Regions from separate parts of the Mus musculus genome. Here regions 1, 2, 3 and 4 are each linked to region 5. The links are chromatin contacts, called in public Hi-C, HiCAR-type and promoter capture Hi-C maps. All regions are on one chromosome and are shown on one strand. Each heading gives the region's core, a stretch centred on a gene start, on an enhancer-like site or on the middle of the called end of the contact. The rest is flanking DNA. Distances are from core to core; before and after follow the strand shown. Region 1 holds the start of Trim68 (tripartite motif-containing 68). Region 2 holds the start of Cavin3 (caveolae associated 3). Region 3 holds the start of Rhog (ras homolog family member G). Region 4 holds the start of Smpd1 (sphingomyelin phosphodiesterase 1, acid lysosomal). Region 5 holds the start of Trim34a (tripartite motif-containing 34A).

Region 1 (2,700 bases), core at 169-2,668, 1.6 Mb after region 5:
TAATTTTACCAAGGACACCCGCCAGAGATGAGCTGTAGCCAACTCATCCTCCCAACTCCTCCCAATTCCTCACGTTTTTCCTCTAAAAGCCCCCTACTGTTACCGATAGGGAGCTCATCCTCAGCTGACAATAAAGCCTCTTGCAGTTTTGCATCAGGTGTGGTTTTCTCTCGAGTTATTGGAGTGCTGGCCAGCTCATCCCGGGACTTGAGCGGAAGTCTCCCCAGTTTCGGGGTCTAACAATAGTAGGTGTGGCCTTGTTGGAAGAAGTGTGTCACTGTAGGGATGGGCTTAGAGACCCTTCTCCTAGCTTCCTGGAAGCCAGTCTTCTCCTGTTCTTATTTTTATTCTGTATAAGTTCATCAGCCAATGAGGTTACTTGATCGTGTCTTCAAAACTTTTAAGTCCAAAGTGCTCCTCATAAGCAAGAGCCTCTTCCCCCAGTCACTCTATGGTGTCCTATTCTCAGGGCCTTTGAGAGTCAGTCATAGTTACAAACACATTCAATTACAAATGAAAAAGATGTCCCCTTTTGATTTCAATTCCCTTGAACTTGGTTGACTTTAAGGCAGAGAATGTATGACCCAGTCTTGCAATCCAGGTCTCTTTGTATGCATGCTCAATTAGTATTTTTTAAATGTCTTCTTTGAATCCATCTGTTCACTGTGACATAAGGTCAGTCATTTGTCTCTACCAAGAAGCAGAGGCTCAGTTCAAATCTCAGTTCCTCCCTCTCCCCCTACAGTGCTGGTCCTGTCTATTTTCAATAATTTTCTGGGTGTCACCCTGAAGAATGTCAACCATGTCCTCAGCTCTGACATTGTCATGGAATTCAAAGAGCATGGGTCCCAACGATAAACATATCACTGGAAGCTGGATTCATCTGGAATTTTTTTCGTTACTTCCCATATGTCACTGAGTGTCTTCTCTTGCTTACTCAGTAAAAGTCCCAGTATCCGAAAAAGAACCAAAGAACTACAAAGAAAAATCCAGGTCTATGATTTAACACGCTTGGTCTTGTGTGTCTCTGCGGTTGGACGAGAGGAAAGCTTACACACTGCTTTAAAAAGATTTTTTTACTGGCAGCTTATGATCAGGACTTCGTAATTTAATATGTTTTCTAACTCTGAAACTAGTTTGTTGCAATGAGGAGCTACCAAAAGTATGTAAGTGTCAAGAGTTAGCCAGGAAAAACAGAAGCATTTATTAAAACTTTTGCTTAATTGTCTGAAACCTGGAGCAGCCACTTGCAGCTCGTGTTCCAGGGAACTGCGGATTCCAATGCGTAAAGGTGCCACTTAAGGAAGCCCGGCTGCGCACCCACGCTAGGTAGCTGAATTCAACCAGGAAACGTGGCAAGCGAACAGCCAATCAGGCCACTCTGAGTGCAGAAGTGATTCGTCGGTTCCGGCGCAGTGGGTGGGTCCTGCAGCTCCGGGCGCGGCTCTTGCCTTGGGTCCCTCGCCCCCGCTGCTATCGCGGCTTCCGGCGGCGGGCGAGCGCCCCGCTGCTTCCTACGCTGCGGATTGGACCGCTGGAGCCCCGCGCCTCCACAGCTGCTTAGAGAAGGAGGCGACAGCAGACCTCTTTGGAGGACAACACAGGTCCTGCCCTCTTTACCCTCCCCTGTTCCCAATCCCACCGCCCTGGGGAACTGCCTAGTGCCCGAAGGTCAGGAAGGCACGGACCGCCACTGCTTCCAGACCCGAGGCTGGTTTCTGCCGCTTCCAGGCTCTTCCCCCTCCCTTCGCGGCCCTGAGGACCGTGGAGGCACTGGTTGCTAGGTGCAACCTTTTGATATTGTAGTCTACAAAGTTCACTCTGGAGAACAAAATCGCATAAAGAAACTTAACATTTTACAGTTTTGTGTTTGGCCTGTATTCACAGCTGCCCTCAGCTACAGGTTGGACAGGTCTGAGCAGTTAATGAGTCAAACTTTTGACCAAGTATTTATGTTTGATAAAAGATCTCTATTGGAGATCCTCTATTGGAAAACTGTATTTATCTCCAGATCTTTGACATCTTTCCCATGTTTACATTTTTTGAGGCAATGTATAGAACTAACATGCTTCCACTACATTTTTGTGATTTATCTTGATTTATCATTTCTATCTTTCTTTGCCTCGCTTTCCTACTGCCAGTGTCTTCCAAATTTTCATCTGCTGTTTTGTCTGGTTGTTGTTGTTGTTGTTGTTGTTGTTGTTGTTGTTGTTGTTGTTGTTGTTTGGGGGTTTTTTTGGTTTTCTGTAGCTTTAAGTAGTGCTTTTGACACCAAAGCATGAACAGGTGGACACATGCACACTGCCTTAGATGAAGATATTAACACCTCTACTATCAGCTATGCCTAAACATTTACATTGAATTCTCATGCATTTAACAAGTATTGAGACACTGTTGTTGGCATCAAGAATACACTGAGCAAAACTGAAGATAACTCTGTATTAAACGTACCACGACATTAGGATATTGTAAGAAAAACAGAAAATATGAATAGTAAATTTCTAGTGTGTGAATTAAGAAACCCACAGACTCTGGTAAATGATATCAACAGTGAGATCGTGGAAACAGTCTCAGTTGGAAGAGTGTGATTCCAAATAGGGTAAAATGAACAGACCCCGGGTCCAAGCACTGCACATAGCACTGAGGAGAATATGGCTGCCACGGGTGCAGTTGGGAGAGTAAGAAGACTTAGGCATCTGC
Region 2 (2,700 bases), core at 93-2,592, 1.2 Mb before region 5:
ATTTCCAAGTTGTTGGGCTGGGGTATGGCTTAGTGGCAGAATACTTGTCTAGCGTGTTTGAGGGTTTGGGTTTGATCCTTAACGCTGTGCCTTTTCAGCCAACTAATGGGGCAGTCAATGAACACCTATAACTTCAACACTCAGGTGTCTGAGACAGGAAGATTTTGAGTTTGAGGCCTGGGTTACACAATGAGTCCCTATCTCAAAAACACAGAAACAGGGTCAAAGATGTAGCTCCGTTGAAGATGTTGACCAGTGTGCATAGGAGCCTGAGTTCGATTTCCAGCACCAGCATAAAGTAGGTTTGGTGGCACACAACTGTTATCTCAGCCGTTGGGTGGCAGAAGCAAGAACAGACATTCAAGACCATCCTTGGCTGAACAGTGAGTTCAGGGCCTCCCTGAATGACATGAAACCCCGCTCAAACTCTTTGTGTTCTTTTGTCAGGCTCAGATGGCTCTGCTAATATCGGGTCCAAGATGAGCAAATCAAACTCTAACATAAAAACAAAGTTTTCACAACCAGAACTCAGGAATCAACCTTTATGTAGTGATTTTCCACTCTAACACTCACTATGTAGTTCATCATGGTCTCCAATTGGTGATTTTCCTACCTCAATATGTATCACCATATCTAGCTACTGCAGCATTTCAAATCCTCACACTCACCAATTTCGGAGACGGGATTGAAGGCATTACGCAGGAACCACAGCCAATCTCCATTAAAACGGACAAACCAGTACTTATTCTAACTCATGGCTGAGCTATCCTCCAGGAATCCAAAGAAGAACAACGCAGTCCAGTAGGAAGAAATAGCAATAAACGAAGCCAGAGGCTAAACCTGGAAAATATCAGAGGATGCCCCGCCCAGCCCGCCTAGACACAAAGCCCTGCCTTGGGCCTAGGCAGTCTTGGGTCTGAGGCAGAACATTCCAAACTTTACAGGCCTCCGCCCAGCGTTGGGGCTCAGCAGCTTTGACGGCTTAGGCTATGCCTTTAACACCCCTGCCTTCCACCCCCACCCCCTTCTCTGATCACTAGATAGATAAATGAAATTTTCAGTGGTTTGCCTTTTGCTGTGAAGAACACAGGCCTGAAAGAAGCCCACCAGGAAAATGGGGGAAAAGGAGCACAAACTCAGAAAAGAGGTGCCTCTGGGCAGGACTGTCTTACTCGCAGATCCCGGGGCGGAGCCTTCGAAAGAGCCCCCTTTGGACATTCCGCCCCCTTGCTCGGCCTCCTCCTTTTCCCACCGCGGAAGATGCCAACTCCCGCCCGGCTGAGTCACGGCCTGAACTAGGGGAGGAGGCGGGGAAAGGCAGCCCCAGCCCAGATCGCAGCCATCGGTCTCAGGGAGAGCAGGCCCGGTGGTCAGAGATCATGGGGGAGAGCGCACTGGAGCCCGGACCTGTGCCTGAGACGCCCGCAGGGGGTCCGGTGCACGCAGTCACCGTGGTGACCTTGCTGGAGAAATTGGCCACCATGCTGGAGGCTCTGCGGGAGCGGCAAGGCGGCCTGGCTGAGAGGCAGGGCGGCCTGGCGGGCTCCGTGCGTCGCATACAGAGTGGCCTGGGTGCGCTGAGTCGCAGCCACGACACCACCAGCAACACACTGACGCAGCTGCTGGCCAAGGCGGAGCGCGTGGGCTCGCACGCCGACGCAGCCCAGGAGCGGGCCGTGCGTCGCGCTGCTCAGGTGCAGCGGTTGGAGGCCAACCACGGGCTGCTGGTGGCGCGCGGGAAGCTGCACGTCCTGCTCTTCAAGGTCAGTGACCTCAGGCATCCCTCTCCCGCCCCCAACCCTCGCCTCTAGGTTACCACCGAGGGAAGGACTCCTGCCACCCACCCGTCCGCATCTCCACATTCCTGACCCAGCGTGCTGCCCTCACTTGTGGAAGACTCTCAGAGCCGCACCCACTTTCTCACAACAGCGACCTTATCCCTTTCTCACTCCCAGCCTGGCCAACCCACGCCCTCCCTAACTCAGGCCAGTCTGCGGATTTGGTCAGTCGCACCCACATGGAACTAACTGTTAGGTGTTACTCTGCCTCCTCCAAGCGCCTATACAGCTGTTACACTCTACACGGTTTCATCCACTTTGCAAACTTGCAAGGTCCACTTTCCCCCTCTTTGCTCATCTCTCTGCTCCTCCATCCTCCCCATCCCCCATCTTCCCATTCCTCTATTTTGGCCCCAATTCCTAGTGCAGATGCAAAGGGTGGAGTAGCTTCCCTTGGCGGGCGGGCAAGAGAGTTTCAGGCTGGTCCTGGCTAAGTGCCAGGGTCAAATCAGAGAATCAAAAGCTGTGTCATCACATTTAGGAGGAGACTGAAATTCCAGCCCGCGCCTTCCAGAAAGTCCCAGAGCTCTTGGGTCCGGAGGACCAGTTGGTGCTGGGCCCAGATCAGCCAGAGGATGAAGTTGGAGAGAGTTCTGAAGAGGAGCCAGTGGAGTCCAGGGCTCAGCGGCTGCGCCGCACTGGTTTACAGAAAGTTCAAAGCCTGAAAAGGGCTCTTTCCAGTCGTAAAGCAGCACAGCCCACACCAGTCAAGCCGCCACGCGTAGGGCCTGTCCGGAGCTCTGAAGGCCCATCAGAAGGCCAGCCTGCAGCTCAGCCTGAAATGGAGTCCGAGCTCGAGACTGCCCTGGAGCCAGAACCTCCTCAACCTACCAAGGAAGATCCTGAGAAACCCGTGCTTCAA
Region 3 (2,700 bases), core at 189-2,688, 2.0 Mb after region 5:
TTTTAATAGCTTCATTGAAGTCACTTGAATCTGATCCTGTTATTTTGGGGATTTACAAACCTCACTTAAGGACCCTGTTATTTTTGGGACTCACAAACCTCTTCCCATTAAATACCAAACACTAGTTCTGCCCTCCCAAATTTCCCCTAGCCCCTCCAATTTATTCTCTTCCCATTGGGAGGAATTTGCCTAAGGGCCAAAGAAGAAGTAAGGGGTCCACAAACTGCCTGTGCGATGAGAACAGGCTTCTGGAATCTGAGAACACTCGTTTAGTCAGTCACTGACCAGCCTGAGTTTGATTGTCCTAACTTGACTTTCTATACAGTACCACAGCACGGATACCTATTCTGTAATCTTCACATCCTCTGGGTGGAGAAATTTTTTTTGTTGATTTTACCAAAACAAAACAAAACAAAAAACTGATACTTGGAAACATTAAACTACCTGTCAGACCTGATCCACTTTATTTGGAGGTCCTCTGTAAGACGGGGTGTTTATCTTGTGTTGTTTTCACTGTACCTTGCGGAGCTCTGCACGTGGTAGAGCACCCAGAAAGTTGTTAAAAGAATCAAGACTGTGGATTCTCCAGGAAAACTGCGCCCAAGGCCTGGGTTAGAAGCACCAGAGGGCGCCCTCGAGGCCGTCCACTCGCCGGTCTCCAGGGCCCAAGCCGGACCTCAGGCCTGGGCGCGGTCCTACCGCTCCAAACAGCCGCGCGCCAGGGCGAGATCAGGGAACAAGAAGAGCCCCACGTCTTCCCACGCCCCGCCCCCTCCCCAGGGCCCCGCGGAGCTGCGAGGTGCGGAACCACGACACGACATCCTGTTTTGGGGGCCCGCGCGGCTCCGCCTGCATCTCTGCTGATCACGTCTTTTCCCGGGGTGCTGACGGCAGCTGCCCTCCCCCCACCTCTGTCTCCCCACCCTCCCCAGGGGTCTGGGACCTTCCCACTGCTGAATCACCACCACCCAGCATTCTCCCAAGGCTCAGGGCAGGGGTGGGGACTGCCCCAGCCTGACCCATTCCGGCTAACCCCTAGCCAGCCGCGGCTACCTCTAGATTCCCGGGCTGAGCGGAAGGCATTTCTCAGCCTTCCCGCGGAGGCTGCGGGGCGGGGAGTGAGATACTAGGAAGAGAACAAATGCCCAGCGCCTAGCTTAGGGCCCCTGCTGGGGGGTGGGGGGGAGATGCCAAGTGAAAGCGGGGAGACCTGACCTTGAGAGGCCAGACTCAAGGGGTCTCAGGGCTCACGGGGCGAAGAGTGGAGAGAAGCAGGGTGTGCGGGACTGTGCGGAGGGCAAAGCTTGCAGAAAACCCGAGGCTGGAGGGTGGGGGAGGCCTCCGACTTCCTAGTCCGCCCCGCCCCGGCCGGCCCGCCCCCGCGCCCCGCCCCGGCCCTGCCGGCCCGGCCCCCACCCCCCCACTTCCTCCGGCCTCCAGTTCTCACTTCCTTCTTGAGCCCAGAGCCGCCGCCGCCGCCCCCAGCTCCCCCGCCGCGGGGAGGGCACCAGGTGAGGCCCGGGTCGAGCCCGTCGGGCAGGGGTCCTGGGAAGAGGAGTTCAAGCTGGCCCGGACTGGGTACCCGGGAGCCGGGAAGTTTGCAGGAGGGAGGCCGAGGGCGGGAGGTTTTCGTTCACTGCAAGTTGGGCGGGCGCGGCAGGCCGGGCGGGGACAGCGGCCACCGCGACCCGATCGCTGGTGGCCGGGTTGAGGGTGGGATCCGAGGGACAGCGCGAGCTCCTGCTGTCCGCGAGGGACCACTGAGATCCGAACCGTGAGAGGCTCGGAAGTGGGAAAGCGCTGAGCTGTGAGGCTGGGACTCTGCGGTGGGGTGCCCTCAGAAGTTGTGGGGCTGTTCAGTAGTGTGTGAAAGGAAAGGGCCTCTGGGCTGCAGAAGGCGCGCTCTCTGCTCTGCAGTTGTGACATTTGTGAGGCTGGGGTTGGGGGTGGGGGGCGGTGTCTGAGGCCTCTGAAGTCTCACCCGGGAAGGTCGGAGCCAGTCCATAGCTGCTACACTGTTGCTGCTGAGGACTCGGTGGGGGAATCCCCATTCCCTCTCTGTATTTTTCTGAGCCAACCTCTTTATTCCTGTCCCATACAACAGCGGGTATTTAGTGAACACGTCTGTTGTGTCTATCAGACTCAATCTGGCCTTTTTTATTTTGAGGATAAACTGAGGAAGGAAAGGGCCACTATACCGATAGTCACTGACAACTTCCATGACTTTGAGAGGCAGCTGGAGTACTGGCTTTCGGTAATGATTGAGAGCTCTTAACGTCTTCTCCCTCACCTGAACTCCCCATACTGTCTTCCACATTCGCCATAGTGTCGACCACATTCGCCTCCTTCCGGCTCTTCCCCCAACCACATAGATGTACCCAGGCCCTGATCTCGCATTTACCCTGCCCTGCCTGTTGTTCAGCCTCTGACTACCACACACATATCTCCCCATTTTGTTTCTATCTTCCCTGCCGCCCTCAGTCCGTCTCCTTCCCTTGGTCTGTAATCTAGCTTTGGTGTCAGAAACTGCTTTAAACTTGCTGAGTTTGAGAGCCTTTTTCAAACGTCTTTAGCTTAGAGATGCTGGCTGCAACCTCCCGATGATGGAGATGATTAAACATGTGCACACGCCCGTGAACATGCAAGTTTTGGTGTTCTTTATCTCTTAGAGACAAAATAACTGCCCTCAGCCTTGAGAAG
Region 4 (2,700 bases), core at 27-2,526, 1.3 Mb before region 5:
CCCAGCCCCCTTCTGGGAGTTGGGTGGCCATCCGGACCCCCGGCGGCAGCAAAGTGGATCTGCACAGTAAGGGTCTGTGCCCTCCAGGTACTCATGGTCCCAGTGTAGATCAGTAAGGAAGAGGACACGGCTGACAGGGGCACCGGGGGCTGGTGGGCTCGGTGGCTTTGGGGGTGGCTTCGGCACTGATGGCAAAGAGATGTTCCAAGTCGAAAAGATGTCCCAGTGTCCACAAGAGGAGCCCAGAAGCAAGCCACAAGCCTCTGATGGGCTCAGAACTGAACGTGTCCACACCTCCACCACATCGTCCTCAAAGAGATGGACGGCTGACTGGCACACATCTAGTGGTGCTATGTTCAGCATCTTGCATATCTTGATGGCCACAGAGCCTACCCGTGCCACATTGGGCTCCTTCTGTGGTGGAAGGAACCAATGAAGTTAGGTCAGAGACAGAACAAGTGAACCCTGGCCACCACTCCACAGGCTTCCATGTCTAAATCGGAGCTAGGATAACTCTGTCACCATGATAAAGAGACATCAGTATCTCCCACACACTGCCCAGCAGTTCAGCACCAGGCCTCTAGCTACCTACTCTAGCTCAGGGTGTGCTACCATTTCAAGCCCACAATTAGCCAGCTGACTTTACTCTCCCTAACTTTATAAAGGTCACAGTGGGGTAGTGGTAACATGGATGCATAGGAAGCACCCTCTACCAGAAATATATTGCCCCCTCCCCCGGGCATACCAGTGCACTTCATCCTGCCCCCAGCATTCCACAACAGCCCTTCACGCACTCACCTTCAGCCCATGGTTGAGAGCAGTGAATAAGACTTTGCAGGCGGGGCAAGTGAGGTTCTGCCACCCAAAGGCACTCTGGAGCGGCGGCGCTATGGCACTGAATTTGACAGAATGGCCTTCAGAAGGAAGAGGATAAGCTCTGGCAGGAACCCAAAGAACCGTGGAGTCAAACAGAGCCAGAACCAGCGCCAAGCCCAGCCCCATCCAAAGGAGTCCCACTCTGGGTGCCGGTAAGGACCTCTCCAGTCTCTGCTCCCAGCCGGCTCTGAGGTGGTCCTGGCCGGATGATGCTCTGTGGTGGGGCATTGCCAGGCTCGTAGACAGGACTGGCTTGCCCCTCCAGGCCCCACAGGCCGAAGCCCTGGCTGGCCCTCGGGGCCCGGGTAACGCTGGAGACACCTGATTACCCTTCGTTGTGGTTGACTGATAGCTCAGCAGCCAGCCACAAAACAGCTCCTCCCCTTCCTGTTCCTCTTATGGCCCAGCAACTGTGGGGGAGCGGCTGTCAAAACCTTGGGGGCGGAGCAAAAGGGGGCTCGCCAACCCGCCCTGATCCGCCTTCTTCAGCCACAGCCCAATCACCCCGGGCGGTCTTAGGACCCGCGGGGTTGGGGTGGGTAGGTGACCTCGGTAGAGACAAGCTTCACCACCCTGAGCCATTGCTGCGCGAGGCTGCGGGCGGCGGCCCCGATAATTTCTGCCCAGAACTGATGGAAGCCCTTTAGGGAACTCCCAGGTGCCCCTCTCTTCCACCCCCCCTCCCCGCTTTTTTTTTTTTTTTTTTTTTTTAAACATTCAGATTCCTAGAATAGATGCCCGGCTCAGCTGGTCATTAAACTGAGAAGATTAACTAGAGAGGGCTGGGGCAGCGATGCTTGCATTGAGCGGATTGACCTGCCATGGACGGTCCTCCCCTCGATTTCCTATGCTCTGCCACCATTACAGCAGCCTTGAATCACTTAAGGTTTTGTTAATGTGTCTTTCTTTTAATTTAAAATTTTGCATTATTATTTATTTATGTGTATGGGTATTTTGTATGTGTGTGCACCACGTGCGTGGTGCCTGCTGGAGGCCGGAAGAGGATCCACCTGGACTGGAGTTATAGATGTATTGAGGTCGCCACGCCCGTGCTGCGTGCTGGGAATTCTACCCAGGTCCCAACACTATTAGGTGTGGGACCTGCCCTGGAGCCTGGTCAACCTACCAGGGGTCGTCATATCCTTAAAAAGAAAACTGCCTCTTCTAGGAGCTCTCCGATGCCAATACGCCTTAGCTAGGAGTGAGCCTTTGGAATTTTGTCTCGCTTGAACATCCTGTGCGTGCTGTCACAATCATGGCGATTTCACTGCATGCAACTTCCCTGTCGTGCCAGAAAAGTTTCCTTTAGTCACCCGCTGCCTCTGGCTCTTCCAGTCTTTCAGTCCCACTTTCAATCACTTAGCCTTGTAAGGAGAGGTGTGATATAGACCCCATTTAGGGAGGATCACTTCGAAGTCTCTTGTTCTCTGATGATCATTTGTAGGTGTCTGTGTTTAACTCTCTCCTGCTTCAAGAAGCTTCACTGGTGAGGACTGCTAAGTGCTCTGATCTACGGGTACACTAAAGTCATTTAAATACTGTGCCTATTAGCAGAATAATAGTAGTAGGTTCTCTGCCCCGCTATGGGGGTTATGACCTATCTAGCCACAGGCCCTTACACTGATAATGGTGCCAGGTATGGGTTACATCTCATCTCTCAAAGGTCTTCTTAAGTGTTTTTAATCCTATTTTATCTGTTGTTGTTTGTTTGTTTTGTTTTTGAGACAGGATCTCACTATGTCTTGCCCCAGGATCCACAGTTCGGGAGCCAGCCAATCTTCTAACAAAGCTTTAATTCAGAATTCTCAGGATAGAAGGGACTTT
Region 5 (2,700 bases), core at 165-2,664:
TTAGTCTGAAAACAAAAGCTGCATAGTTTATAAGCTACTTAGTTCTTCTTATTGTCATTCCTAGCTGGAGTATAAGCATGTCGATTTATTTCATATTAGATAAATATTGAATGGGTGCTTAGTATGCTTTTTTATGCCAAAACACGCTTTTTCCCATTGACATTTTTAATTAAAAGAGAGAGAGAGAGACACCTTAATTATCTTCTGTGTTTGGCCATGACTAAACTCTCTAGCATTGCAGTGCAGATTCAGAAAAAGGAGATGTGGTGAATTCTGAAAAGTGAAAGTACTGGACAATGGCGGGCAGGTGTTTAAACCATCTATGAAGATGCAAAATGCCCATATATTAGCCTAACATGGAAAATATTCAGGATCAATATCTTACCAAGAACACCTAGGCTCTGTCCAGAGCAATACCTAACTCTTGTTTACTATCTAAGCAAAAAAAAAAAAAAAAAGAACTGATATAACTTTTAGTGCAAAGATGCAAGCAAGAATGATCAATAAGGCCTAAGCCAGGTGAGGACACCAGGATCTCTTATGGCTACTGAGACAGAAACAAGCAGGTGGAGGGGTGAGGGGGTTGGGAAGGCACAAGCTTGCAGTCCCAGCTACTTTAAGAGGCTGAGGTAGGGTGATATTTGACCCCAGAACTCCAGGACCAACCTCAGTAAGGCGGTGAAACGGGCCTCAAAAATAAATAATAAATACGTATTTAAAAAAAAAATCTCTGTTTAAGTAAACATGGAATCCTAAGAGTGGCTCTTCAGAGGTACATATAGTTAGAAAGTGACACGGGGGCGGGTTTTCAAGTAAATCAAGGGCTCAGGATGTTAAGGTCACTGATAGCCCCTTTGGCTGCAAGGAGGGGAATAGAGGCTCCTCTTAGACTGAACCCCTGAAACTCTACAGTATCTTAGTAGGCAGAGGGGAGAGGAAACAAGGAGAAGGGAGAGAAGAGGAGGGGACGCGGGGGGTGGGGAGGGCTCCTGAGATTCCAGACCTGTTTACAAGGTGTATCACAGCAGCAGAGCAGAAGGAAACAGGAAGTGCTTGCCCCAGCAAAAGAAGGGGCTTCTCCAGAAAAAAAAAAAAAAAAAGACCTTCCTGCTCAATTTCAATTCGATTCCTCACGAACTCTTTTTCTCAACTTCAGATCACTGCGGTTTGTGATCTGTGAGCAAATAAGCCTCTCCTAAGCGTCACTGAAGTCTCTCCTTTTAGGGTCTCCCTCCCTCCACCCTGGACAAACTTTCGCACACACCTTTGGACCCTCACCTCCGACCTGGAAGGGGAGATCTTTCCTCCAGACAGAAGCGGTGAGGAAAAGCCAGGGACTGGTTTCAGCCAGCCAAACCAACCAGCAGCCCCTCCCTTTTTGACTGCAGAGAAAAGAAACTGAAACTCCAAACCAGCGGATACAGGAAAGAGGAGGAAACTTTTGAGTCCTAAGTATTGGCAAAACTCTAGGCCACCAATAGATGGCAATGCAGGGACTCTGGTGATCCAAGGCTAGAGGAGAAGTTTTCAGCAGCCAGGAAGAGCTTTTTGGTGGCCATAGCTAAGGGCTGTCACTTACATCAGGTGGTTAAAGACCATGTTAAGGGAAGATTTCACTCAGCAAGAAGGCAGCCACGAACTCAAAAGAAACACGAGAAACTTTTATTAACGTGTGAGCCGAAAATAAAACAAATGGCCCAGCAAGCTATACAGTTTCTTACAATCTTTTTCAGGCCAGACAGCAGCGGTATTTTTATCTAGTCACCATCTGAGGGTGGTCTCTGAGTTCCTTAATGTTTAAAGGTGTTCAGTTAGGGGAACAACAACCCAGGAATACATGGGAACACATTAAAAAAAAAAAAAAAAGCACGGTCTTTTGCTTAATTTGTGAATAACAATAACCCTTTGGTTATGAAAATAGAATCTGCAGCTTTGCACTGACCTTTGTCCACTTTGACCTTCTCAAGTGTCTCCATCCCCAATCCCTTCCAGGTTAGCACATTTACATTCCTTTTAGGCTCCACTCAACAGTTACCTAGCAACAGTCAGGTAGGTCTGGCTTGCTATAAAAGGGACTGTTTGGCCCCTCCTTGTTCTCTCTGAGCCCTTTCTCCTTCCCCCTGTCCCCTCTCCACATGTTCCCTGCTGGTAGTGCTCCTCTCTCTCTCTCTCTGTCTCTCTGTCTCTGTCTCTCTCTATCTCTGTCTCTCTCTCTGTCTCTCTCTCTCTCTGTCTCTCTCTGTCTCTCTCTCTCTGTCTCTCTGTCTCTCTCTCTTTCTCTCTTCTTACCCACCCCCCTCAAGAATTATCAAGTCTACCCAATAAACAAGAAAGGGAAACCATGCCTGCAGCAGGGAATGGTGCCAGTGAAGTTGTAAGGGTCCATAATTCAAAGAAGAATGACACCCAACTCAACTGGTATGCAAATGTAAAGATAGATTTCTGCAGAAGTCCAGCAAGCTGGGGTCTCCCATTACCAAGATAGAGACACCCAAGAGAGCTTGCTGGTCTGATTTAAGGCTCATTAGGGAATTCTGAGGTAGGGACCTCTATGTTAATCTATTGGGTCCATCTCTATGGACATTCTATTACCTGGGTGTGAGGGCAGGAAACTTGCTGGGGAGGTCTGGGAACTGTTACCAAGGTAGTAACTGAGGAAGTCTGGAAACTGCTGCCTACCCATTGGCCTTGCTTCAGGCC

Evidence for each region. Promoter capture Hi-C pulls out the DNA fragments that hold promoters and counts their contacts. A called contact is a pair of places that touch in the nucleus more often than the background predicts. HiCAR-type assays count read pairs that join an accessible place to other places.
Region 1: a promoter capture Hi-C map of second pharyngeal arch cranial neural crest shows a contact between it and region 5. The contact joins the promoter of Trim68 here to the promoter of Trim34a in region 5. A contact is called at or near these places in 8 of 39 promoter capture datasets (the 3T3-L1 cell line, 3T3-L1-derived adipocytes, the C10 cell line and 5 more).
Region 2: a HiCAR-type map of astrocytes shows a contact between it and region 5, with 4 times the contacts expected there. The contact joins the promoter of Cavin3 here to the promoter of Trim34a in region 5. A contact is called at or near these places in 2 of 39 promoter capture datasets (cranial neural crest and liver), 1 of 115 datasets of contacts at active chromatin or transcription factors (astrocytes) and 1 of 9 other capture datasets (adipose tissue).
Region 3: a contact with region 5 is called in a promoter capture Hi-C map of embryonic stem cells, with 4 times the contacts expected there. The contact joins the promoter of Rhog here to the promoter of Trim34a in region 5. A contact is called at or near these places in 1 of 39 promoter capture datasets (embryonic stem cells) and 1 of 115 datasets of contacts at active chromatin or transcription factors (bone marrow-derived dendritic cells).
Region 4: a Hi-C map of B cells shows a contact between it and region 5, with 6 read pairs. The contact joins the promoter of Smpd1 here to the promoter of Trim34a in region 5. A contact is called at or near these places in 1 of 39 promoter capture datasets (the 3T3-L1 cell line) and 1 of 484 Hi-C or Micro-C datasets (B cells).

What each region holds. Positions count from the first base shown.
Region 1 is chr7:102,686,045-102,688,744 of GRCm38.p6, reverse strand. It overlaps Trim68 (tripartite motif-containing 68), which reads left to right and starts at 1,418. Exons shown (of 7, transcript NM_198012.4): 1 at 1,418-1,604.
Region 2 is chr7:105,480,839-105,483,538 of GRCm38.p6, reverse strand. Cavin3 (caveolae associated 3) reads left to right here and starts at 1,342. Exons shown (of 2, transcript NM_028444.1): 1 at 1,342-1,763; 2 at 2,320-2,700. The coding sequence starts at 1,380. Gm36847 (a long non-coding RNA gene) reads right to left here and starts at 740. Exons shown (of 3, transcript XR_378395.4): 1 at 669-740.
Region 3 is chr7:102,248,856-102,251,555 of GRCm38.p6, reverse strand. It overlaps Rhog (ras homolog family member G), which reads left to right and starts at 1,438. Exons shown (of 2, transcript NM_019566.3): 1 at 1,438-1,511.
Region 4 is chr7:105,552,936-105,555,635 of GRCm38.p6, reverse strand. It overlaps Smpd1 (sphingomyelin phosphodiesterase 1, acid lysosomal), which reads right to left and starts at 1,276. Exons shown (of 6, transcript NM_011421.2): 1 at 799-1,276; 2 at 1-414. The coding sequence starts at 1,104. It overlaps Gm39063 (a long non-coding RNA gene), which reads left to right and starts at 1,275. Exons shown (of 3, transcript XR_869857.2): 1 at 1,275-1,534.
Region 5 is chr7:104,243,171-104,245,870 of GRCm38.p6, reverse strand. Trim34a (tripartite motif-containing 34A) reads right to left here and starts at 1,414. Exons shown (of 8, transcript NM_030684.3): 1 at 1,279-1,414.